7 separate regions of the Mus musculus genome follow, and all the other regions are linked to region 1. A link is a contact called in public HiChIP or PLAC-seq and promoter capture Hi-C data. All regions are on one chromosome and are shown on one strand. Each heading gives the region's core, a stretch centred on a gene start, on an enhancer-like site or on the middle of the called end of the contact. The rest is flanking DNA. Distances are from core to core; before and after follow the strand shown.

Region 1 (3,258 bases), core at 548-3,047:
CCGAGCATCCTAAGCTATCTCAAGAATTATGTGAGTCTAGGAGACTCTACCCACAATCCCTTTACAGATGAGGAACAGGTCAGGTGACCCTGCTCTGAACAGAACTTGTCCTCCTGGCAGTTCCCACTGCCCCTCCCAGCAAATACAGGAGACAAGGTGCTAAGAGCATCCAGATATTTCTTAATTCAGACCACATCCAGGTGGGAGGCAAGGAAGAAGACACACAAACAAATATCTACCATGGCCCTACACTAGGGACCCTAGATTGGCTGGGATTTGTGCATCCACCCGGTCCTCATCTTGTCCCTTTTGGCCCTAGCATGAGATTCTGTGATTCTGCTAGTTATTCTAGCCCCCAGTAAGCAGGATGATCTAACTGTGCTGATGGGGGTACCTATAGCTGGCCACACATTTCCAGTGTTGGAGGCTTCCCAGTGTTCCCTGCTCCCAACCACAAGAACATCTGGTGCATTGAGCGTGAAGCCACCAGAGGGCAGACGACACTATCTAGAAGGAAAAATCAGGCCCCTAAGAAGCCACCTGTTCAGTGGAACCTGAGAAAGGCTGTCAGGGTGGGGCAAACACAGAGCTCTAGGGTCCAGGGCCCAAAGAAGGAACCCAGGGTGTGGCTCCAAGATTCAGGGTGGACCCCCCACTGCCCCCTTGGAATGCATTACATAAAGCCTGGCTAGGGCTAAAGGTGGCTGTTGTCCAAGCAGGCAAGGCTGCCAAGGCCCTATCAGGGCCTCTACTGGAACTGGAGCAGGTGGCTGTCCAGGCTACACGTCCCTTCTCTGGGGACACATCGGCCAGCGGCTGCCCTGGTTCTGTGTTCCAGCGTAGGGGGCAGGGCCTTGGGATACCAGCTAGCAGCTGCCCGTGGTCCTTTATGTCTTGGGACAACCTAAGAACCTTTCCAGGTTTTACCACATGCTGGTAGGGTGAGGAACAACCTGGGAAAATGCTTGCCAGCAGGGGGCTCCAGAGGCTTCTGTGTCTTGGGGTAGGGGGAACTAACCGGAGGGGGGGGGTTGAGAGGGGGACGGGACAAGAAGGAAAACAACTGTCCCCGGAGAGACCCTTTACCAGAAGCATTATGGAAGGGTGGGGACAACAGGGAAAGATCCTTTCCCAGGTACAAGTTTAGTCCAGTGTAGGACAACCTGGGAACACGCTGACCAGCAGCAGGCTCTAGAGGCCCCTGCGTCTCGTGGTGGGGAGTTGCCTGGGCATGCGGCATACATTAGCAGTCCCTGATCCTGTAGCCTGTTGGAGGACAGCTTAGGGAGACCAGTCCCCGGGGTAAGGTCAGCACGTGCCCAACAAAAAAGGGAGGAGCCGCTTTGCACGAGGAGCCTGGGAGAGAGGCAGGCACAAAGAGGAAACTGAGGCTCTGCTCACCTTGAAGTAGCCGCCCTCATAGTAGGTGTTGGGGGGCCCGAAGATGGCCACCTCCCAGTTGTACAGGTCACCCTCGTCCACCAGCGTCACCCGGAAGCCCTCCACCGGCTCCTCCTGCAGCCCCTTCAGTTCCAGCAGCAGCGCCTTCTGCGAGCTTGGCACCAGCGGCCGGGCCATGGCGGTGGCGGCGGCGGCGACGGAGGGGCCCGGGGCCGGGCCGGGCCGCGGGACCGGCGCGAGCTCGCGAGACGGACCGGGTCGCGCGCCGGCAGGGGGAGAGCCGCCGCCTTCCTCCTCTGCACCGCCGCCGCCGCCGCCACCCGGGGACCCCGAAGGCTCCACTCGCTCTGGCGCCGCTGCCCGCCCGGCGCTCGCTTCGGCCCGGCCCGGCCCGCGCCTAACGCGCCTGCGCGCCGCAGCCGCCGGGCCTCGAATGCGCCTGCGCACCGGCTCCCGACCCCGAATGCGCCTGCGTGCCTCCTTCGGGCCCCGAAAGCGCTTGCGTGCCACACCCGGGCCTAGAGTGCGGCTGCGCGCCGCTGCTGCCGGGCCGGAAATGCACCTGCGCGCCACTGCCGGGTCTAGAATGCGCCTGTGCGACGCCTCCACCGGGTCCGGAATGTGTCTGCGCGCCCGCCCGCGGGGCACACCGGGAAGTGTAGTCGTCGTCCCCCGCCCTGCCGCGCAGGCGCCTTGCGTTTCCGAAGCTCCGGAGGCCGCCGTCGCCTCCGGCCGGAAGAGCTCCGCGGATGCCTGTGTGCGGGGTGGCCGGCAGGGCCGGGCTGCGCGCTGCGGAGTGGCAGCTGCGGCTTTGGGGGCCTTTTTTTGTGACGTTCAGGGGGCGTGGTTGTGGGTGGGGAATTGGGCGTGGCTTGTGCGGGAGCGGAGCAGGATCCGCCCCTGTTTCCCAGCATGAAGCGTTAGATGGCCCCATTTGGTCTCTATGGGCTCAGGTAGAAGCGCAGGGAATCAACGACTTGGGGTTTGCAGACGTGGCTTCCAGGAGGTGGAGTCTGAACCCCTTCAGACTGACCTTTGACCACACCCTAGTCTTGCTTAAATCGACCAGAAAGCAGTGGTGAGGCATAACCCAAAAGTTTACAGGATCCGGAACAGACACGCAAAGACCTTGAGGTTGTTCAGCACAGACACCCATAACTCCTTTCTTGGACATTTGGTCATTAGTATTGGTGGTGGCAGCATATTTAAGCTTTGCAGCAGGGTGTGTGTGTGGTGTACCCGTGACCTTTAGGGGTGGGTGGTTCTGTCCCTAGGCTGTACTGGCCACTCACCCTGACTGTGGGCGTTCTGGAGGACTACAGCTGCATCAACACTTGGGGCTGGGAAAGGGCAGCTCCCACCACAGGTGCTCCGACATCCTGTCATGTCGGGGATAGCAGGTAGACCTGTTTGGGGACAGGGAAACGGTGTCAAAGGTGGGGCTGGTTGATATGACCAGGGAAGAGCCCAGGGTCCAATGCCACTTCATGTGTGGCACTACCTTGGCTGTCCTCCCCCTGGGAGCCCTAGACTCTTGGGCTAGAAGTCTTTCTGGTCACGCTCTTTTCCAAGGACTTCCAGAAGTATCTGCCCCTGTTGTGCATGTCACACTGCCCATCTTACACTGTCACCTAGTTGTCAGCACATAGCAAGTAGCTCAGGTTTTCCTGTGTGTCTGAGATGACCACTCCCACAGCCTGCACTTAGGAAGCCCTTGATGTATAAACGGACAGGGTGCCCCTCCCTTCAGGTGGAACATACTTCTCCCTACTCCCAGGCGAGCCTGCACCTGGGCTTCAAAGATATCGTGAATGCTGGGTATTGAGCATCTGGGAAGGGTGTTGGCCTGGCTTCTGG
Region 2 (3,258 bases), core at 382-2,881, 2.0 Mb before region 1:
TTAGGATTTCCCTCATGTTTGGTGAATGTCCTACCTACTGAGCTACAGCCCCACTGTGGACAGTGAGCTCCCACTGTGGACAGTGAGCTTCCACAGTTGGACCTGTGGTCCCTGCTCTGCACAGCTGATGCAGCCCTGCCATCCACCCAGGGACGGTCCTTCCATAAGTACCTGCTCCATCCGTGCTCATGACATCGGCACCTTGAGCCAGCATCACTTCCAGACACCCCGCCGCACCCCTCATGGCTGCTAAGTGGAACCTAGAGGCACGAGTCAGGGGTCAACCCCAGAAGAATGTCCAAAGCCACCCCAGCCCCAGGGCTTGGACACTCACGCAGACTTGCCCTCGGGGTCCAGTTTTGTAGGCACCAGCCCCTTGTGGGCGATCAACGAGGCCACTCTGGCCACATCGTTGTTCTCCACTGCCTGGAGCAGTCGCTGGTCACTTTTGCCCCAGTCTTGGCCCTGCGGTGGCACACCCAGAGGTGCGAGGGACTGAGTGGGTCGATGTCCTTTCCCCACCAAGGAACAGGGGCAGTTGCTCCGGGCTCTCCCCACCCACCCCTGAGCACTTGCCTGGCGCCTGCCTCTGGCTGCGGGTTTTGGGATAGGGCACCGGCCACAGGGTGGGCAGGAGCTGAGGTCGGTGGGGCTGAGCCGGAGCTGTGGGATAGGTGGTCCTGGGCTGGGGGCCTCAGACAGTGTCTCTGAAACCTGCACCCCCCAGCGTGTGATCCAGGCCCACCACCAGGGCAGCTTCCAGATATCAATCCTCCTCAAACCACCTGTGTGTGCCTTAATCCAAAGCCAGTTTTGAAAGACAGGGTACAACTTTTTTTTTTTTTTTTTTTTTTTTTAAATAGCATGTCTCTTATGTAGACCAGGGTAGCCTGAAAGTCACAGAAATCTCCCAAAGTGCGAGGATTTCAATGATCCAGCTTTGTTTTTGTTTTTTGAGTCAGGGCCTCAAGTAGCCTAGGCTGCTGTCAAACTCCCTGGGAGTCAGGATGACCTTGAATTCCTGAACTTCCTGCCTCCCAGTCCTCGAGGCTGGGGTGACAGGTGTGGAACATCACACCTGGTTTATGTAGTGCTGGGCATGGAAGCCAGGGCTTGGTGGTGCCAAGCTCCTCGTTCACAATTATTTTACTGTCTTAGTTTTTTTGAGACTGGGTGTAACTAAAATTAAAGATCCCCTGCCTTAGCCTCCGAATGCTGGGATGACTGGCCTTTTCCAAACTATCCTCCAGCGCCCAGAACCTCGCTCCGTCCTTCACAGCTGCTCAGCCAAGACCATCGCCCCCAGGTAGCATCAAGGCCTGGCCAGCAGAACTGCAGCCGCTAATGTTTTTAAACTCACTGCCCAGGAACATGGACAGTTCCTGAGTCACTCACTGTCCACAGTGTCCTCCAAGACCTGCATCCCGCAACGGCCTGCTGACCCCACGCCTGCACAGACACGCCTGCCCTCAACACCGCCCTCCACTTCCCGCCCAGGCTCTACAGGCGCCCCGCCCTCTGCCGAACTTCTTTCTAGGAAAGAGGGGAAGGCGCAGAGGGACCCAAACGCCTACCGCGAAGGAGGCAGCAGCACACAGGCACAGCTGCTTCATGGCGAACCGCAGGAGGGCGGGGCCAGATCAGACCACGCCTACCTCCTCAGACACGGGGCTCTGCCCTCCTCCTGTGGCACACCTCTTCTCCAGACTCAGCACCCTTCCTCACCAGGCTCAGGCACAGAGCCCGCCCAGCTTCCCCCTAGATTTCAGGCCCCTCCCACCTCTTCCACGAAAGCTCAGGGCCCGCTCACATCCGTTCTAAGTTCCAGGTTACTCCCATTTTCCCCAGGCCCGCTCGCCCGCTGCTATATAGTGCTCTCTTCCCCACCACCCCACTCCTGCACCGACACGCTCCATCCCGCTGAAAAGGCTCCGCCCCGCAACTCCATGATGGTCCCTATCGGGTGTCAGCCCGCTAACTCCTCACCTCCAGCTCACCTTACTTACAATGATGGACATCATTCATTCAGCCATCACCTTCCAGTCTTCATTCATTCATACATTTATGCCTATCTTTTCATTCATTCATTCGTTCATCCATCGTTTCACACATTCACTCTCTCCAACAGTCATTATTCGCACTTTGCTAATGTTTTCATTCACCCATTCGCTCATTAATTTCCTCACCACCCATTTACTAACGTCTTTTCATGGGCAAATGCATTGGCTTACTCATCCCTTCATTCACGCACACATCCTCTCACCCATTCACTCCTCCAACCTACCTGTCCACCCATCTACTCTTTCATTATTTACTTCGCTCCAGTAGCTCTCAAGTCTCACTCCAAACTTGAATCCCAGGTCTGCCTCGCCATTATCCACCTATGGGACTGACCTAGACCTCACCTGTTGGAGCCTCCGCCCTCCTCATATGTGCAATGGGGTTTCACATAGACTTTCCAGACACAGCTCCGGAGGGCCGTGCAGAGGCTGAGCAGAACGCACCGCCCTGCACAACAGGCCTGGTACACCATGAGTACACAATAAGAACTGCATTTCATTCTTCAGGCACATGCATCTGGACCTGTGCACAGCTTCCAGGCTGGGTCAGAGGAATCTTTAGATCAACTGGAAGTGGGGGTTGCAACCCCCGTTTCTGGCTCTAAGGTGTGTGGGCACTTGTCTGCCTTGCCTGAAATTAGAGCCCTCTATGCAGGACCCACAAAATATCCCTGGGCCACAGCCTGAGACTCTTCTGTTCTACATTTATCAAGTGACTGCGGAATGACTTTCTAGCTCTCTGGCTTCTGTGCATGTAAGTTGGCACTGTAGAAGCTGTCTTGGAGACGGAGCAGCAGGCAGGGACACACGACAGGAGCTGTGGGATGAGAATCCCAGAGAGGCAGAACTTGGGGAGAAGTGAGTCGTTCATGAAATTGCCTTGCACAGGTGGAGATATGGTCTCCCTAATAAACAATAAGCAACTCCTGCCTCTGTGTCCCATAACACTCTAGATACTGGTGTGTCCCTCTCTGCAGAGAGTCCTAGAATATGTGTACATATATACACATGTATATATAAATATATACACATATAGATACATATATATACATATGCATATATGCACATGTATATAGGCACATATATAGAGACACACATATACATACACACATACATATCTACATACATGTACACACACCCGCGCACACACACACATGTGCCACCTTTAAAGAGAGAGAGAGAGAATACTGAGCCAGAC
Region 3 (3,258 bases), core at 492-2,991, 1.9 Mb before region 1:
AGCAAACATTTGTACACTTAATTTGTTTGTTTGTTTGTTCCCAGACCGTGTTTCTCTGTGTAGCCCTGGCTGTCCTGGAACCTGCTCAGTAGACTAGGCTGGCCTCAAACTCAGAGATTCATCTGCCTCTGCCATGAACTGGGATAAAAGGCATGCACCACCACTGCCTGGCCTTAAAATATATATTTTTTAAAGATTTATTTATTTAAGGCTGGGCGTGGTGGTGCATGCTTTTAATCCCAGCACTCGGGAGGCAGAGGCAGGTGGATTTCTGAGAACGAGGCCAGCCTGGTCTACAAAGTGAGTTCCAGGACAGCCAGGGCTATACAGAGAAACCCTGTCTCGAAAAAACAAAAAACAAAAAAAAGAGATTTATTTATTTAATATATGTGAGTGCTCTATAAGTCAGAAGAGGGCTTCAGATCGCATTATAGATGGTTGTGAGCCACCGTGTGGTTGCTGGGAATTGAGCCTGGATCCTCTAGAAGATCAGCCAGTGCTCTTAACTGCTGAGCCATCTCTCCAGTCCCTTAAATACTTTTCAATGAAGGAAAAGTTGCTGTGACAGAGGCCTAATTGAGTTGCAATCACTTGTTCATGTGTGGTATGTGGGTGCAAGAGGACACTTCTTGGGAATTAGAACACATTCTCACCTTCTACTGTGTGGGTCGCAGGGATCAAACTCAAGCTGAGCAGCAATGGGCTTTACCCACTAAGCCCTCTCACAGCCCTTTCTGTTTTACACCTGCTTGTACTATGGAAACCAGGCTGGCCCCAAACTCACCGTCACTGCCCCTGCCTCCGAGTCCAAAGTGGTGACTGTGGTTTAATTTCACATCCCCCATCTGTGGCTGGAGTGGACGTAGGAGTGAGGCTAGGGAGGTCCAGAGAGTCCACTCTAACCCAGGCCATCCTCAGCTTACTCCAGGATCCTCCATCCAGGGCCAGGGATGGGGGCTGAGCCTTGCAGGGAGCTCAGGGTTCTGCTTCACTTCCTGTCCTTGAATATGGGGGTCTGGGCTTGTGTGGCTTTGTGCCCGATGTCTTTCCTTTCTCTCTCATTTGAGACAGTCTCCTGTACTCCAAGCTAACCTGGAATTTGCTATCTAACTCAGGACGACCTCGAACTCCTAACCCTCCTACTTTTACCTCCCCAGTGCTGGGATAATGAAGGTGTCTTCAAGTGGTGCTGGGGGTAGGGCCCAGGGCACATGCGGGCCAGCCAGGATGAATCCTGATTCTCCTGTTTCAGTAAGATTTAAAAGAAAAGTGTGTGTGGGGTGTGTGTGTGTGTGTACGTGCAAGAGTGAGTTGTGAGTTCGTGGTCCACCCTGTGGATCCCAGGGATCGAGTTCGGATCAAACGTCTAGGCCGCAATCACCTTCACCTGCTGATCCGTCTCGAATGCCCCAAATAATCAGACTTTTCACCAAACACTCTGAAATTCTCCCAGCTCCCGAATCGCCACACCTGGAACGCGAGGGTTAAGCCGAAGCAGGAACTCCGTGATTGACAGCACGGCCACAAACTGAGCAATGAGCATTCTGGCTCGCAGCCCACGTGGGCTCGCCGCCTTCTGATTGGTCAGGGCCTGCAGGGGCGGTTCGCTGAGTCCGGGGCCCACGTGCACCGTGGCCTGGGCCCTGATACACGCTTCCCTCGGTGGGTGCAGGGGGCGTGGTGTGTGGGTGTGGCCTAGTAGGGCGTGGCCTAGGCTGGAGGGGCGGGGTGAGAGGGGTCAAATGGCCCGGGGCCCAGCAGGAGGGGCTTCCTCCTGGCCTGACCCTGGCTGACCTCAGAGGCTTCCTCTGGGATCCCTGGGGCCTCCCTAACCTCAGAGGTGGTGCGTGAGGGCAGCCCGCTTCCTGCGGGCGGGTCGGGAGAAGAGGGAGCCCGAGGGAGGGGTGTGGACCCTCACAAAACCGACTTCAGCGGGGAGTTTACCTAGGTTGAGTGATTTGGGAGTGAACCAAGTGTCGTTTCTCTTGTCTCCTTTATTCTTTTTTGAAAAATGTTTTAAGTGTGTGCCTGAGCGTATATATTTGCACCACATGCAGGCTTAACTAGTACGCCTGGAAAACTTTTTTTGTTTTGGTTTGTTTTGGTTTTTTGGCTTATTGGTTCCTGGCTGTCCTGGAACTCACTTTGTAGACCAGGCTGGCCTCGAACTCAGAAATCTGCCTGCTTCTGCCTCCTAAATGCTGGGATTAAAGGCGTGTGCCCGGCCTGCCTGGCAAACGGTCCACGACTAGCCACATTTCTGGCTGATCCCGCTAGGGAGTTGGAGGTGCCTGGTTCTCTATTCTTGGTATCTGAAGAGATACTAATGAGGCCCTTAGCTGGGGGTGTGTGTCTGAAACCTTAGTAGTAGTAGTAAAGCCGGGTCTTGGGGAAAGGGAGCGCAGAAGACATGGGGATGGGGAAGGGGCTTCCTCCCCAGCTGGGTCCAGATGATGAAGAGGCTACGGGGATGGGGGTGGGAGTCGGCTTTTCTGCCTTCTAAAAACCTATACCTGTTCTTATAGGACTTAATCAGATTTGTGACCTCAAGAATCTTCTAGATGACTTCCCACAGACAGAGCAGTGACACCTTTGGTGGAATTTTGGTGAGAGAGAAATGGTGGTGAGGGGCACAGTTAGCTTCCTCTCTTCCTACTGTGTTTGGGGTTTTGGAGACTAGTTCTCTCTGCCCCCCCCACCCCCACCCCGCACCGGGAGCTCATGCAATCCTGCCTACCTAGCTAAGATGAAAGGCCTGCACCCCAGCCTGAGCCCCTCAGTGCCTGCACCTGTGACCCCTGACAGCGCAGGTGAAAACCCCCATAGACCAGACCGGGCCCACATTTTCCCAATGTCAATCAAGTGGTGATTATTAACACTAGGTGTTCACCTGGTGTGGTCAGGGCTGAGCCTCTCCTAGCAAGTGGCTCTTTAGTTCCATGTGTTAACACTATATTGGGATTAAAGATCGTTGCCCAGCTTTAATCCACACTTGGGAGGCTGAGGCAGGTGGATCTTTTAGTTCAAGGACAGCCAGCTCTAGGTAATTCCAGAACAATCGGCTACATAGACCCTTTGGGGGAGGAGTTATATCTCCTCCCTCCTCCTTTCCCCTTCTTTTCCTTCCTTGTTTCTCTAAAAGTTAAGGTAATATCAGAAGTCTGTGTACTAAATTGACTGTAGGGCAGTGGTTCTCAACCTGTGGGTCGTGACCCTTTGGTGGTTCCATACCCTGAATGTCAGCTTTTTGCATTCATA
Region 4 (3,258 bases), core at 368-2,867, 1.9 Mb before region 1:
TTAAGAAAAGGAAACTATGTATGCACACAAAGATAAATGTGAACAGGCATCATGGCATATGCCTGTCATTCCAGCACTGGGATGGTCAAGGCTCAAGGGGTTGCGCCTATGAGCTGCAAGAGGAACTTTGACCACATTGGGCCACCCGGGAGCCCCTTGTCTGGGCCATGAACTCCTGGGGTGGGGACAGAGGCCCTGATAGGAGAGTTTCAGAGGAATAATCTCCCCACAACCCCAATCAGCTAGTAAATGAAGACTTTGACCCTCCCCTTGCCGTCTTATCTCAAGGCTGGGCAATCAGGCAGGGACTGGGACAGGAACGCATGCAGCACAGGCCTGACTTTCAAGTTCTTTGTAGTCTCTTATTATTGACACATGCCCTGATTGAGTGCTGACTGGGTACGCATGCCTCTTTCTGGAAGGTAGAAAACACTTCTCAGGTTTGTGAGTTAGTTTACACTTGGGGGACTCAGATTGACCCACCAACAGGGAACTTACCTGCCTGGTACATGCGGGGGGCGGGGGTGGGGTGGGTTCCACTCCAGCACATGCAAACCACATTCATGGGCGTTCACATGCACAACAACAGCGTAAATTGGTGCTTGGTATACAGCAGGCAGACTGTTAATAATGCTTATTCTTCACCTGCCAGTAAGCCTGGTTGACAGTATATATGTATGTATGTGTGTGTGTGTGTGCGTGTGTATATATATACACACATATACATATATACATATATGTGTATGTATATATACACACATATGTACATATACACACATATATGACATATGTATATATGTATATATATATATATACACACACATATATATATGAAATCAGGCAGCATATTAATAGGAGGTACTGTGCTGCATCAGCACATAGTACACAGTAGGAGCTATATACAATATGTGGTATACGGCAGGCACAGCATTCATATTTGGCATACGTTGTATATGTGAAAAACACTTGGTTTGTATACCCTATATTGAATGTGGCAGTTACATATGCGTGTTTCCTTAAGGCTTGGTATACAGTAGATGTGATATTAATGCCTGAGCTACCACAGGCTGCCGCATCAGTGTATACTCTACAGCAAGCATTGTGTTCATACTTGTGACCTGTGTGGTATTTAACGAGTGCTGCATGAATGTACTGTACACAGTAGGGCATGAATTTCTGCCTGGCACACGATAGGCCTGCTTAGGAATGGATGAGCGAGCCGGTCAGGGCGTTTTCTCACATCCGCAGGCGGTGACGGCCTCGCTCCAGAGAACTGCAGCCTCTCTCTTGGCGCTCTCAGCACAGCCTCGGGGAGCCGAGAGAAGCCGAGCGCAGCCGAGCGGCGCCTGCCCGAGCCGAGAGGAGCCGAGTGTAGCCGAGCGGCGCCTCCCCGAGCCGAGCCTCGCTTCGCCTCCCGAAAGGAACCGAGCTCGGGCTTCCGAGTCCTCCCCATTCCCACAATCCTCGGCGTCCGCGCCCAGCCGCGAACCGTTCAACCCCTTCCCACGTCGACGCAACCCCACGCGCGCTTGCGCTGCGCCCTCCAGACCCCGCCCCCGAGCGGCGAGGCCCCGCCCCCAGGCGATCCTAAAGTCCTGTCCCTGCGGCGCGCGCGCGCGCGCAGCCGTGCGGCCCCTCCCATTGGCCGCGCCGCCTGCCCGTCCCGGGGCCCGTGGCAGCGCTTCAGGTCCTCGGGCGCCGGCGCTCGGTGGCGACGGCTGCGGGTAGCGGCGGCGGCGGCGGCTGCGCTGCACGGCGCGGACGGTGGACGCGCCTCTGGGGCCGGGCCGTGGCCTTCGGGGAACCGGGAAGAGGTAGGGCCGGGCCGGCGGCAGCCGGAGGACCGCGACGATGACTCTGGAGTCCATGATGGCGTGTTGCCTGAGCGACGAGGTGAAGGAGTCGAAGCGCATCAACGCGGAGATCGAGAAACAGCTGCGGCGGGACAAGCGCGACGCCCGGCGCGAGCTCAAGCTGCTGCTACTTGGTGAGCTGCGTGCCCGTGCCGTGGGACCTCTGTCACGGGGACCGGGTGGGTGCACGGGGCATCCGGGCCTTGCCGGGGTCTCCGCGCGCGCAGGGTGCTGCAGCCGCCGCGGTCTCTGGTCCCCGGCGAGTAGCGCGCGGTGACAGTCGGGTGCGACCCCTTCAGACCGCTGCCCACGGCCTGTCGGGCCACCTCGGATGTCCTCGGGGCAACTAGTCAGCGCTGCCCTGCAGCGGTCAGCCCTTCCGGGATCGCTGCACCCTGAGCAGTGCAGGTGGCTTGGGCCTGTGGTGGCCAGCTTCTCCCGTGTGGTCCCCTGGGCTCAGCCTGTGCGACCCTTTGTGGCCAGCCTTTCTGTTATCCAGGCCTTAGATTCATTCGGGGTCAGCCTCCTGCCTCTGATATCTGTGGTGAGATTTTGCATCTGCTGGCCACATTGGGCCCCAGGACCCTGGGAGACTTGCTTTCTGTCGCTCCTGAGAATTCTTGCACGGAGGTGGCCCTTGGCCCTGCCGCACCAAGTAGGCTCTCTCCTTTCCATTGTCCCCACATAGCCTCCGGTGAGCCCTGTAAGCTGTCTTGCTCTCATGATGCCCCTTTGGATTACAGACTCCCCAAGACAGTTCCCAAAGGGTTGCACCCTCCTCTCTACCTCCAAGGACTATACACCCAAATGGTCCTGCTTTGCTTCTGGCTTGTTGCTTTCGTGGGTACTCCTCAGTCTCCCTCTCTTTTCCATAGATCCTCTGAATTCCTCCACATTGGAGTGGGTGGCTTTTCTTCTTTGGGCTTCTGTTGTGCCGGAACCCAGTAGGTTGACAGCAGTCAGCCTTGCAGCCTCCCTGGCCCTGTCCTGCCTCCTGGGGGTCCAGTCTTGTCCTCTCCACACCCCACCCACCCCAGGGAAGCTCAATGTGTGTCTGTCACTTCCTGGGGTTCTGACTCCTCAAGGCCCACCTGTTGCTGGGAGCCAGGGAGCCCAGGTCCTCTTGTTGTCACCCCAAATAAGAGCCCAAAATGAGGACAGGGTAGCCTGGGCCCTGTGGGGGTTTACAAAACAGACTGGGGAGCTCTGCCTGCCCCTCCCAGATCCCAGATGAGCTACATGCAGTTCAAGAATGGGGACCCAGGACAAAGGGTGGCCTTGGAGAACCTGAGGAAAGGACTGTGGGGAGCCTTTGACTAGGAGGGGTGGAGGGCAGTGATACTCCAATTGTCCCATGAGAGATGTCAGGTAGGAGTACACGCTGTCTTCTGTTGCTGTGGCCTGT
Region 5 (3,258 bases), core at 383-2,882, 1.6 Mb before region 1:
TTTGGAGACAAGCATCAAGGAGGGATGGCTTTTCCAGCCCCTTCCTTCCTCCCCTGGGGTTCAAGTGATAATGGTGAGCTCAAGTTGCCTAGGCGAGACTTGAGGCAGACCTGGCAGCCTCCCACGCTGGCCAGCAGCCCATGCTGTGTGGTCTCAGGAGACTTACTTGGCGTCTCTGCGCCCCATCAGGTTCCACAGCTTTGGAGCAGGGAGCTTTGGGCCTGGGAATTTCAAGGCTCAGGAATTCTGTTTGTCCTCATGCAGACTCTGTGTAGACCAGGCTGGCCTGGAACTCACTGAGCTCCATCTGCCTCCAGCTTCTGTTGGGGTGACAGGCACAGGCCACCACACCCCAGCTTTGGACACCAGGAAGCAGAAGGATTCTGGAACCCTCCCACCCTGAGTCCCTGGGATGTGGGATGGTCCTGCGTTCCTGAGCCATGTTCCCACCGTTGGGGGTGGAAGGCAGTGGTATTCTGTCTAGGATGGGGCCTCATCCTTGTATATGTGTGCCCTGGGACGCTAGAGCTCATTCCTTGAGGCCCAGGCTGGGTGGCTGAGTTCCAGCCTTGGTGGAATGTGGTGTGTGGCTGGGCTCTGCAGGCTAGGCCCCTCCTCCTTCTCCCAACTCCTCCATCTGCAACAAGCCTCCCCCACCAGGCCTCAGAGCAGCCTGGGCTCCCCACACCTCCATCACCCATAGCCACGCTACACAGCCTCAGTTTTCCCCGTGTAACGAATTTGCCTTCCCTGGTGACTTTCTGCTTATGAGCTCCTGAGGCTGAGCCTTGGCCGCAGCTGTGCCCAGTGGGCTGTTCTGCCAGCACCCCAAATACCCAGTGTGCATGCCCACAACCCCACAGACTCAGGTTCACCTTCACCGCATGCTGTTCCCCCCACTGCCTGCTTCCTGTTTGTGCCACAGTTCCAGGGTGCAGGTGTCATCCTGTGGCAGTGGGCTGGGGGAGGGGCCCCGAGGCCTGTTTTCTGGCATGTTGGATGGATGCCCCTCTCTGGGTAGGACATGTGCCATCGAGATGTGACCCAGGTTCTGAGCTGAGCCTATGTGAGTACAATCACCATGCCCAGCTCCAAGCCACACACTGTAGCTCCCAGCTCCATTCCATCCCACCCCCAACTTCATCACTGCCACAGCATCTTGGACTGGCCTCACCCAGACACAGGAAACCAGTGTACCCACGTACCACCAGGGAAACTGCACTTGCCCAGGCTAGACCACCGGAGTAAATGTCACACCACAGGATCCCCTTCAGGGAACTTTGGCACCTGGTTGCTATCATTCCCCCCTGTAGGCAGGCCACAGCAGGGTTGTTAGTGGATCTGGGTTCCCCAGGATCTATGCAGAGGCTTACCTGGGTACAGTGGTATAGTCACAGTAGGGAGGCAAGGGACTCACCTGTGCTGTTTGTACCTAGGTGTCCTCTGTGGTGTTCCAGGCCAGGCAGAGAGAGCAGGTAGGGGAGTTCCCTGGGGAAACCAAGTCACGTTGGTTGAGGGGAGGCCCCAACAGAAGCCCTGGGGCCGTGGGTACAGGGGAGCACTGGAGACCCTCAGGCGTCCAGGGCTGGAGGGATGGGACTGTGAGGCTGTTTCCCGTCCCGCCCTGTCTCCATCTGTCTTTCTGCCGACTCTCGTCAGCCCCACCCCCTGCGCTGGCGCTGGCCTCGCCTCTCAGCCGCTAGGGTGGGAACCAAGCAGGGCACAAGGGTGACAGAGTAGAGAGAGACATCAGTTGTTGAAAGGTCAGGGACCCAGAGGGAGGCCATGTGGGAAGAGCTGGGAGGCCAAATGGGGCTGGTCCTGACACAGCAGCAACTAACCTTCGCCAAGGCTGTCCAGGAGCCTTCCAGGGATATTGGGTCAGCAAGGCCAGCTCCAGCCTGACTGCAGGGACCAAGAGCTGGAGGGGAAGGAGAGGGCTGGGGTAGGGGAGGTGTAAGGTCGGAGACCAGGCTGTCCTCTAGAGATGGAGCAGTCTTGGGGAACCCTCCCCTGCAGACTCACTGCCTGAAGCCCTGACAGTTGCCCAGGATGACTGAGCCAGGCAGGGGTGTTAGTCCTGTGCCTAGTAGCTGGAGGAGGGGGGCCTGCGTGGAGGAGGTGACCTTGGGTCTCTTTGGCCCTGACAGGTCCTGGTGGGGATTGAGATGCCTGGCCTGGCTGTGACCTCAACCTCCCAGTTCCATAGTCTGCCCAGGGTCAGCCAGACTCTTGTCAGCAGCAGGAAGCCCCTTGCCTGCTGCACCACCCCCACCCTTCCTGCCTTCCCACCCATCCCAACACTAGGTCCTGACCCTGACTGGCCTCTACCCCCGTGAAGTTTGTAGTTCCTCTGATTTCCTAGCTGGGCCTGCCCTGTCTATCCATCCCATAAGCTAGGGACAGAAATGGACACAGATCATCCCACGTTTCTGATCTCAGGCTGCTGAGGCAAAACAAATGTCTTTACCTTCTCAACATTTGGCTAGGTATCAATACTGTGGGTGTAAGGGGTATGAAGATTGGGTTTTTTCGGGGGCTGGTGAGATGGCTCAGCCGGTAAAAGCACTGACTGCTCTTCTGAAGGTCCTGAGTTCAATTCCCAGCAACCACATGGTGGCTCATAACCACCCATAATGAGATCTGATGGCCTCTTCTGGTGCGTCTGAAGACAGCTACAGTGTACTTATTTATAATAATAAATAAATCTTAAAAGAAAAAAAAAAAAGCCGGGCGTGGTGGCACACACCTTTAACCCCAGCACTTGGGAGGCAGAGGCTGGTGAATTTCTGAATTCGAGGCCAGCCTGGTCTACAGAGTGAGTTCCAGGACAGCCAGGGCTACACAGAGAAACCCTGCCTAGGTGTCCTGGCAGGAATGTTTGGTGGTGAGGGTGAGGAGCTGTGGTGGGAAGAGGATCTGAGGCTGCTCTTGATGTGGATGGGTTGGGGTGGATGAAACAGAGAGGTGGTTGTATGTTCTTCCTCTGTCCCTTGACCTGAGATAAGGATATGTTTGGTCTGGAGAATCAGGTAATGGCTGAAGGACACTCATCTTTGTTGTGTGGAGGTGACAGAGCTCAGAATGCATGGTGAAACTTAGGCAGAAACATAGTGTGATGTAGAGCCCACACAAGACCATCAGGTGAGGCCCGGAGCTGCAGTTTCCTGCTAAGGCTCCCAACCACAGTCAAGGACAGGAGTTGGGCTCAAGGATGCTGGGTTGGTGTGGGAGCTGAGGCTCAGGATGTACCCCCTG
Region 6 (3,258 bases), core at 420-2,919, 1.6 Mb before region 1:
CTCTAGAACTCAGGCTCTGGTCTCAAAAACCCAGGCTCCGGACCCTAGAACTCAGGCTCCAGCCCCAAAACTCAGGCTTTAGGTCGTGGAACTCAGGCTGTTGCCCCAGAATTCAGGCACTGGTCCTGAGAACTCAGCCTCTAGCCCCTAGAACTCAGGCTCTGACCCTTGAAACTCAGGCTCCGTCCCCAGAACTCAGATTTCAGTCTCAGAACTCAGACACTGCCCTTGGGTCACCCACGGGAGCCTGTCCAGTCCCGCACGGCCCGCAGTACCTGTGTCTCCGGCCCGGGCAGGATTGTCCGGACGGTCCGCCCGTCCTTCCAGAAGAGTCAGCAGCTCTCTGGGATCCCAGCTTTGGAACCGGATCATCGGTCACTGCACCATCCAGGACTATTGCGCATACACACTCTCAAACGGCCTGCTGGGAAATGTAGTCCTCGAGTCCGCTCTCTCTCCTTCCGGGGACTCGCCAGTGTTGCAGTATAGATAGTAGAGCTCAGGTTCGAATCCCGAGACTACAAGAACGGAGGCGAGGCTCAAACTGGCTTTTCTTTTCTAAAATCGGGTTCTGCATCACTTCAGAGTGTAACGGCTGAGGTAGGACATGGGCAGAAACCAGGGATGGTAAAGAGAGCCATGACTTGAAAATTTGGAGTGCAAAGGAAAAGTGGGAATGGAAGTTATTGAGGACGGACTTCCACTTTGTATCCCAGTAAGGATCTATAACGGTACAATCTAGACTTGAGTTGACACTGGAATTTGCATCACGGTCCTACATATAGATTAGGGACAATGATAATTCCTAAACTTAACTGTGTGATCTAAAAAGAGTTCACCTGGTTAGGTTTGTTAGCAATGAGTCTAGAAGATTCTAGTACTAGTCTATTTATTCTTGAGAGTCTCATGTAGCCTAGGCTGGCTTCAAACTCCTGATCCTCCTGCCTCAGCTTCCTGTGTGCATCCAGCCTCCATTTCTGCTACGAAGCCCCAATCACCAAACCCCACTTTTTTCTATTAGTGAATAGAACACATACGTATCACTATGTAGAGTAGGCTGGCCAGGAACTCACAGGCATCTACCTACCTCTGCCTCCCAAGTGTGGGGATTAAGCTGGGGTTCATCACTCCCATCATTCTCAGCTACCCATATGTTTAAGCCAAGATCTCATATAGCCAAGGCTGACCTCAAACTTGCTGTGTAGGACAGATCGACCCAAACTCCTGATTCTCTTGCCTCCACCTCCACATCACAACTGACTGTCCTAACTTTTAAGCTTTCAAAAATTCCACAAGGGATATAAGCATGATTTTGCTGTGACATTTAAAGTAAATAAAGATCTAAATACTTGTTGTTGTTGTCGTCATCATCGTCTGAGGCAGGGTTTCTTTGTGTAGCCTTGGTTGTCCTGGAACTCAAGCAGTAGCCAAGGTTAACCTTGAATTCAGAGATCCTCCTACCTGTATCTCCAGAGTACTGGGATTAAAGGTGTGCCATCACCATTTGAACTGGGGGCAAGAATTTAATGAAATATTCTTTGAACGGTCGATAGCTACAGAAGTTAAAATTAGTCGTTAGTCGGGCAAATTTTTTTTTAAAGACTACATTTCCCAGAAGGCCGCGGCGCCTCCAACACCTCCAAAGCCGATCTGGAGGGCTGACGTAACACGGAAGTCTGCACGTGCGAGCGGCCGGCCAGCGTCATGGCGGCCGCCCATCTCCTCCGGGCTTCCCGGGTGTGGGCCCGCTGGCATCCCCGGGCGCTCCCGGTCCTCAGAAGACCTGGAGGATTCTCTATCCGGGAATATGCTAAAAAGCCAGGTGAGTTGGCTCCGAAGGAACCAAAGTGGGTACGGCCGGAGCGCTGCTGGGGAGGTGGGGTTCTGAGGATTGACTGCGCAGGCGCAGCGTTACGGAGGCCAAACGGTGCGTGCTAGCGTAGTGAGGCCTGCGGGTGCGCCGCTAGCCTCTACGCTCAGTGCGCAGGCGCGGCCCTTGTGGGACAGGGCGGGACCAGGCTGGGTGTCACGCTTCAACTTTGAGTAAATCACCAAACATAACCAACATCAACTAAGTTATTGTCATTATTTTAATTTAAAAAGTAATGTGGGTGGGCAGGTTGGTTCATTGTGCAAGGTGCTTGCCTGGAAAGCCTTGAGTTTGATCCCCAGGACCCACATAAGCAGGGAAGGAGATGACCAATCCCACAAGCACTGTGACAGTGTACACACCCGTGATAATCATTATTTAAAATTATTTAAAAATTACGCTTTGAGGCGAACGTGATACCTTTAATCCCAGCAGAGAAGCAGAGTGATCTCTGTGAGTTCCAGGCCTGCCAGGAAGACCCCATCTCAAAAATATTTTTAGTGTTTACTTTTTTGTGTTGTTCCAGGAGAGCTACATCATGACATACCCTGTCTTCAAAAAAAAAAAAAAAAAATGTTGCCAAGTTGGCCTAGAGTTACCGAGCCATCTCTCTCTTCTCAGAATTGGTTTTTTGTTTTTTTTTTTGAGACAGGGTCTTATGACTCCCCAGCCTCAGCTCCAGAATGCTGGGATGCCAGGCATGTGCCACCATGTCAACATCACTGAATGGAAGAGGGGTTGTGTAGTATGGGCTGGGCCTTCAGGGCCCACGGGAGTGGGACAGGTCTGTGCCATAACAAGGGACCCTGTTATGCATGGAGAGAGCTGGGGCTGTTGGTTGTTGGAGGCCACACAAAGGAGGGTTGAAGGAGGGCAGAGCTGGGCAGGCTGAAGTGTCCCGTTCTCTCACTGTGCAGTTGGCAAGGGCGGCAAGGGCGGCGTGGCCGCTGAGGCCCTGAAGGACCCCGAGGTGTGCACAGACCCCACTCAGCTCACCACACATGCCATGGGGGTCAACATCTACAAGGAAGGCCAGGATGTGGCCCTGAAGGCAGACTCCGAGTACCCCACATGGTGAGTGTACCACACTGCATAGGAATCCTGACACCCAGCCTTCAGGAACATGGGGCTCCAGGATAGCCCCCTGAGGCCTGCTGTGCTCGTCTACCCTTGTCATGGGTGGTTCTGGATGCCAGTGAGTACACAAGACCATATGTCCCCAAAGGCTGAAGGGGGCAGCAGGACTCTGCTTCTTGACATTTATGACTGATCCCCAGCTACCCTTGTTCCAGGGACCCAGAGGGTTGGTCAACAGCACAAGTATCCCCTTCCCAGGGCAAGCTGGGAACCAGTTACCTGAGCAGGCAGATATGGTGGGCTACATTCTC
Region 7 (3,258 bases), core at 233-2,732, 1.5 Mb after region 1:
AGAGACTGCTCAGATCACATCCATCTGTGGTCCTGTCCCTCTTCTCTCCTAGCTGATTCTGTATGCAGGACCTAGGCTATCAGACTCCAAGCTATTGGGGCCTATTGGTGACACACTCCATAGGATAGACATACGTTAACTAAATGGGTCCCCTCTCAAATCCCATTCCTTCCCACAAATGCAAGATGTTCTCTGGCTGCTTTGCACAGCTCAGATACCTGACTACAAGCATGTGCTACGGGCTACTCAGCATTTGCACAGAACCTCTCTGTCTGTAGTGGCTATTCCTGGTTGTCAGCTTGACTATATCTGGAATGAACTACAACCCAGAATTGGAAGGCTCACCTGGGATCCTGATCTGGAGGCTGGGAGATACAAGTTTCTGACCTAGATCTTGGCATGGAGATCTTGAGGCATAGTGGCTATGAATCCCAGGAGACTTAAGACAAGGAGATCTCTGAGTTCAGGGTCATCTGGGACAAAGTAATTCCCAGATCCAGGTGTGGTGTCACATACCTTTAATCTGGGCCACACCTTCTGCTGGAGACCTACATAAGGACATTGGAAGGAGGAAGATTCTCTCTCTTCTTCACTGCTTGCCTTGGGGGACTAAGCAACTGCTAGATCCTTGGACTTCTATTCATAGCTGCTGCTGACCATTGTTGGGAGTTGGACTATAGTGTAAGTCTTCAACAAAGTCCCTTACTATATAGAGACTACCCATAAGTTCTGTGACTCTAGAGAACACTGACTAATGCACCCTCCTTTCTCTGAAACCTCTAAGAAGAAACTGGACTCTGCCCCCAAACTTTTCAGGGCTCCTTCCATGCTAACAGTGATGTCAATATCCATAATAAACCTTTTAACCAAAGGGACAGTCCATCTCCATGACCCGTTGGTGCACCAAAACTTCAGTTTGTCCCTGTCCTGCCTGCATCCCATCAGCTCCAGGGAGCATGGCCTGACGCTCTAGCAGACCCCTTCCCTGCACTCCTGGTGGAGTCTCAACCCCACACACCTTTCCAAGAGGGGCTTCTAGCCCCACCTTGACCTTCCTAGGAAGCTGGGATGTCTTGGAATGACAGTGGGGTATGTGGTTTGGAGCTAGGAGTTTCTGCAGCTCAGCAGGCAGGGAGTGGTTCACACCTATCCTCTGGAGACCCCAGCTGCCTTTGAGGGAGGGAAAGAAGGCCTGCCCCAGGTCTGCCTTAAGCCCCCAATCCCTACCCATGTTCAACATTAAGTTGCTATTGTAGAGATATAGAACTAATTAACTGAAAATGGTAAGAAGAAAAAGTAGATGATGCTCCTCCTGACCTGCCAGGGAATGCACAGTGACAGCTCTCCTGCTTTTAGTGATGTGCATAACCCAGTCTCCCCCATCCCCCAAAGCTGCCGCCTCCCTCCAGGTTCCTGGGCAACTTCCTCAGTGGAGGCGGAGCTGAAAAGGGAGCATCTGGCCTTGAAGAGTTTCTCCTCTGCGTATTTTCTGAGAAATGAAGAAGTTCCAAGCAAGGACATAACGAACTCCAGCAATTGTACTGGAGGATAGAGCCACCTACGCATGGGCATCACAGCACTCAATGTTAAGTCAGGGTGGGATCCTTCCTCTGAGGCTTCAGGGAGCCTGGCTGACCTGGATCTAGGCAAGAATGTCCCGCAGCCTCCCTAGGGATCTGCAGAGCTCATTACAGTGAGTCTCCACTACTCTAAGTCCTTTTTTTCCAAGGTCCAGGCAAAGTCCAACATGTTACAGAGGTCAGCTGGCTTTAACAGAGGTCCTCCCCATTTCCTTATGTAATACATAATAATAATATTACTCATAGTAGCAGAGACACTTCCTAGAATGTCTGTCATTTGGACTCTGGATCCACAGGAGCAGGGCCTCAGGGCGGTTGGGCTGGCCTCTTTCTAGATAAGTGTGTCCAGGCAGGGTCGGGCTCAGCCTCTCTACATACTACAGTCTACCACCTGCTCTTCACTCTGTATTTCAGGGTGGTATGGTTCTCTTGGGGTGTTTGCTCAAAGCTTGGGGTATCCTGTTGACTTAGACTTAGGTGGTTGCTGCCACCTTACCCCCTCTTTTAAAAAAGTTTTTACATTTTAAATTAAAATAGAATTATATCATTTCTCTCTTTTCCTCCTTCTACCTCTCCCATGGTCCCTCTCCTCAAATTCATGGCCTCATTTTCTTTATTATTGTTATATGTGTGTGTGTCTATGTGTGTCTGTGTCTATGTGTATGTGTGTATTTGTCTATGTGTGCGTGTCTGTGTATGTGTGTGTCTATGTGTATGTATGTGTGTGCCTGTCTGTGTATATGTGTGTGTGTGTGTGTGTGTGTGTGTGTGTGTGTGTGTGTGTGTGTTAAACAGCCAATCAAGGGGATCATTCCTGGGGAAGATGACTCCTTCATGTGTTAGCTGCCTGTGGTTCTTTGTTTAGGGCTGGAGTCCTGTGAGATTTTTCCCTTTCCAGGGTAGCATGTCTATTGGCTAGTTCAGTACTTGTATAGGTGGTTGTATTGTTGATGTATCATGAGGGAAGTTTCCTTGTCAGTTCTAGGAGACACAATCTCACAACAGATTTCCTGGTCATCTGCCTCTTAACAATCTTTCTACCCCTCTTCCTCCATGGTCTCTGCCTTCACTAGGGTTTCATTATTGTGAGCAGACACCATGACAAGGCAACTTTTATAAGGACAACATTTAATTGGGGCTGACTTACAGGTTCAGAGGTTTAGTCCATTGTCACCAAGGCAGGAGCATGGCAGCATCCAGGCAGGCATGGTGCAGGAGGAGCTGAGAGTTCTACACCTTCATCTGAAGGCTGCTAGTAGAAGACTGCTTCCTGGCAGCTAGGATGAGGGTCTTAAAGCCCACACCCACAGTGACACACTTCCTTCAGCAAGGCCACTGCTATTCTAAGACCATACCTCCAAATAGTACCACTCCCTGGGCCAAGCATATTCAAACCACCACAGTCCCTAAGTCTTAAATGCAGGAGTTGTGTTGCAGATGTATCCATTGAGGTTGGGCACCTCATGAGTAGTTGAACTCTGCTTTTTGATCAGTTGTGGGTTTTTGTAATGGGCTCCATCTATTATGAAGAGAAGCATGTTTGGTGAGGGGTGAGATCTACACTTACCTGTGGCTATAAGGGTGAGTATTTAGAAGGCAGTTAAGAGTTATGTTGATCTAGTAAAGTGGGCAGTAGGTTTCCCTCTATGATCCATGACCTCCCCAGCCCCAGGTATCT

The links. Promoter capture Hi-C pulls out the DNA fragments that hold promoters and counts their contacts. HiChIP or PLAC-seq counts read pairs in DNA pulled down with a chosen protein or histone mark. Capture Hi-C pulls out chosen DNA fragments and counts their contacts.
Region 2: a promoter capture Hi-C map of liver shows a contact between it and region 1, with 11 times the contacts expected there. The contact joins the promoter of Ankrd24 here to the promoter of Cdc34 in region 1. A contact is called at or near these places in 6 of 39 promoter capture datasets (embryonic stem cells, hippocampal neurons, liver and 2 more), 4 of 484 Hi-C or Micro-C datasets (B cells, CD8 T cells, Th1 cells and 1 more), 1 of 115 datasets of contacts at active chromatin or transcription factors (bone marrow-derived dendritic cells) and 2 of 9 other capture datasets (adipose tissue and liver).
Region 3: an H3K4me3 HiChIP or PLAC-seq map of bone marrow-derived macrophages shows a contact between it and region 1, with 4 times the contacts expected there. The contact joins the promoter of Tle6 here to the promoter of Cdc34 in region 1. A contact is called at or near these places in 3 of 39 promoter capture datasets (cranial neural crest and liver), 1 of 15 datasets of contacts at CTCF or cohesin (large pre-B cells), 3 of 484 Hi-C or Micro-C datasets (B cells, erythroblasts and liver), 5 of 115 datasets of contacts at active chromatin or transcription factors (astrocytes, bone marrow-derived macrophages, fetal liver and 2 more) and 3 of 9 other capture datasets (adipose tissue, macrophages and pancreatic islet).
Region 4: a contact with region 1 is called in a promoter capture Hi-C map of liver, with 8 times the contacts expected there. The contact joins the promoter of Gna11 here to the promoter of Cdc34 in region 1. A contact is called at or near these places in 3 of 39 promoter capture datasets (erythroid cells, liver and pre-B cells), 2 of 484 Hi-C or Micro-C datasets (CD4 T cells and liver) and 2 of 9 other capture datasets (liver and pancreatic islet).
Region 5: a contact with region 1 is called in a promoter capture Hi-C map of pre-B cells, with 2.5 times the contacts expected there. The contact joins the promoter of Tbxa2r here to the promoter of Cdc34 in region 1. A contact is called at or near these places in 3 of 39 promoter capture datasets (cranial neural crest, pre-B cells and second pharyngeal arch cranial neural crest) and 1 of 115 datasets of contacts at active chromatin or transcription factors (pancreatic cancer cells).
Region 6: a contact with region 1 is called in a promoter capture Hi-C map of pre-B cells, with 2.9 times the contacts expected there. The contact joins the promoter of Mrpl54 here to the promoter of Cdc34 in region 1. A contact is called at or near these places in 1 of 39 promoter capture datasets (pre-B cells) and 2 of 9 other capture datasets (adipose tissue and liver).
Region 7: a contact with region 1 is called in a promoter capture Hi-C map of hippocampal neurons, with 5 times the contacts expected there. The contact joins the enhancer-like site here to the promoter of Cdc34 in region 1. A contact is called at or near these places in 1 of 39 promoter capture datasets (hippocampal neurons) and 3 of 115 datasets of contacts at active chromatin or transcription factors (embryonic stem cells, large pre-B cells and microglia).

The regions. Positions count from the first base shown.
Region 1 is chr10:79,680,734-79,683,991 of GRCm38.p6, reverse strand. Cdc34 (cell division cycle 34) reads right to left here and starts at 1,797. Exons shown (of 5, transcript NM_177613.2): 1 at 1,402-1,797. The coding sequence starts at 1,578.
Region 2 is chr10:81,632,072-81,635,329 of GRCm38.p6, reverse strand. It overlaps Ankrd24 (ankyrin repeat domain 24), which reads right to left and starts at 1,631. Exons shown (of 20, transcript NM_001374016.1): 1 at 1,575-1,631; 2 at 577-663; 3 at 335-465; 4 at 172-260. The coding sequence starts at 1,613.
Region 3 is chr10:81,599,383-81,602,640 of GRCm38.p6, reverse strand. It overlaps Tle6 (transducin-like enhancer of split 6), which reads left to right and starts at 1,741. Exons shown (of 14, transcript NM_053254.2): 1 at 1,741-1,843; 2 at 2,526-2,606. The coding sequence starts at 2,562.
Region 4 is chr10:81,543,521-81,546,778 of GRCm38.p6, reverse strand. It overlaps Gna11 (guanine nucleotide binding protein, alpha 11), which reads left to right and starts at 1,617. Exons shown (of 7, transcript NM_010301.4): 1 at 1,617-1,987. The coding sequence starts at 1,852.
Region 5 is chr10:81,327,077-81,330,334 of GRCm38.p6, reverse strand. Tbxa2r (thromboxane A2 receptor) reads right to left here and starts at 1,632. Exons shown (of 3, transcript NM_001277265.1): 1 at 1,418-1,632.
Region 6 is chr10:81,265,337-81,268,594 of GRCm38.p6, reverse strand. It overlaps Mrpl54 (mitochondrial ribosomal protein L54), which reads left to right and starts at 1,669. Exons shown (of 3, transcript NM_025317.2): 1 at 1,669-1,822; 2 at 2,788-2,944. The coding sequence starts at 1,705. Apba3 (amyloid beta (A4) precursor protein-binding, family A, member 3) reads right to left here and starts at 423. Exons shown (of 11, transcript NM_018758.2): 1 at 276-423.
Region 7 is chr10:78,142,560-78,145,817 of GRCm38.p6, reverse strand. No RefSeq gene overlaps it. Among named protein-coding and RNA genes, the nearest start is that of Gm47922, 5.8 kb to the right of the region's middle. Within about 2 kb of position 1,482, at least 39 of the 459 cell types and tissues checked have an H3K27ac peak or open chromatin away from gene starts, as enhancers often do. A contact at or near this core is called in hippocampal neurons, where this site is marked.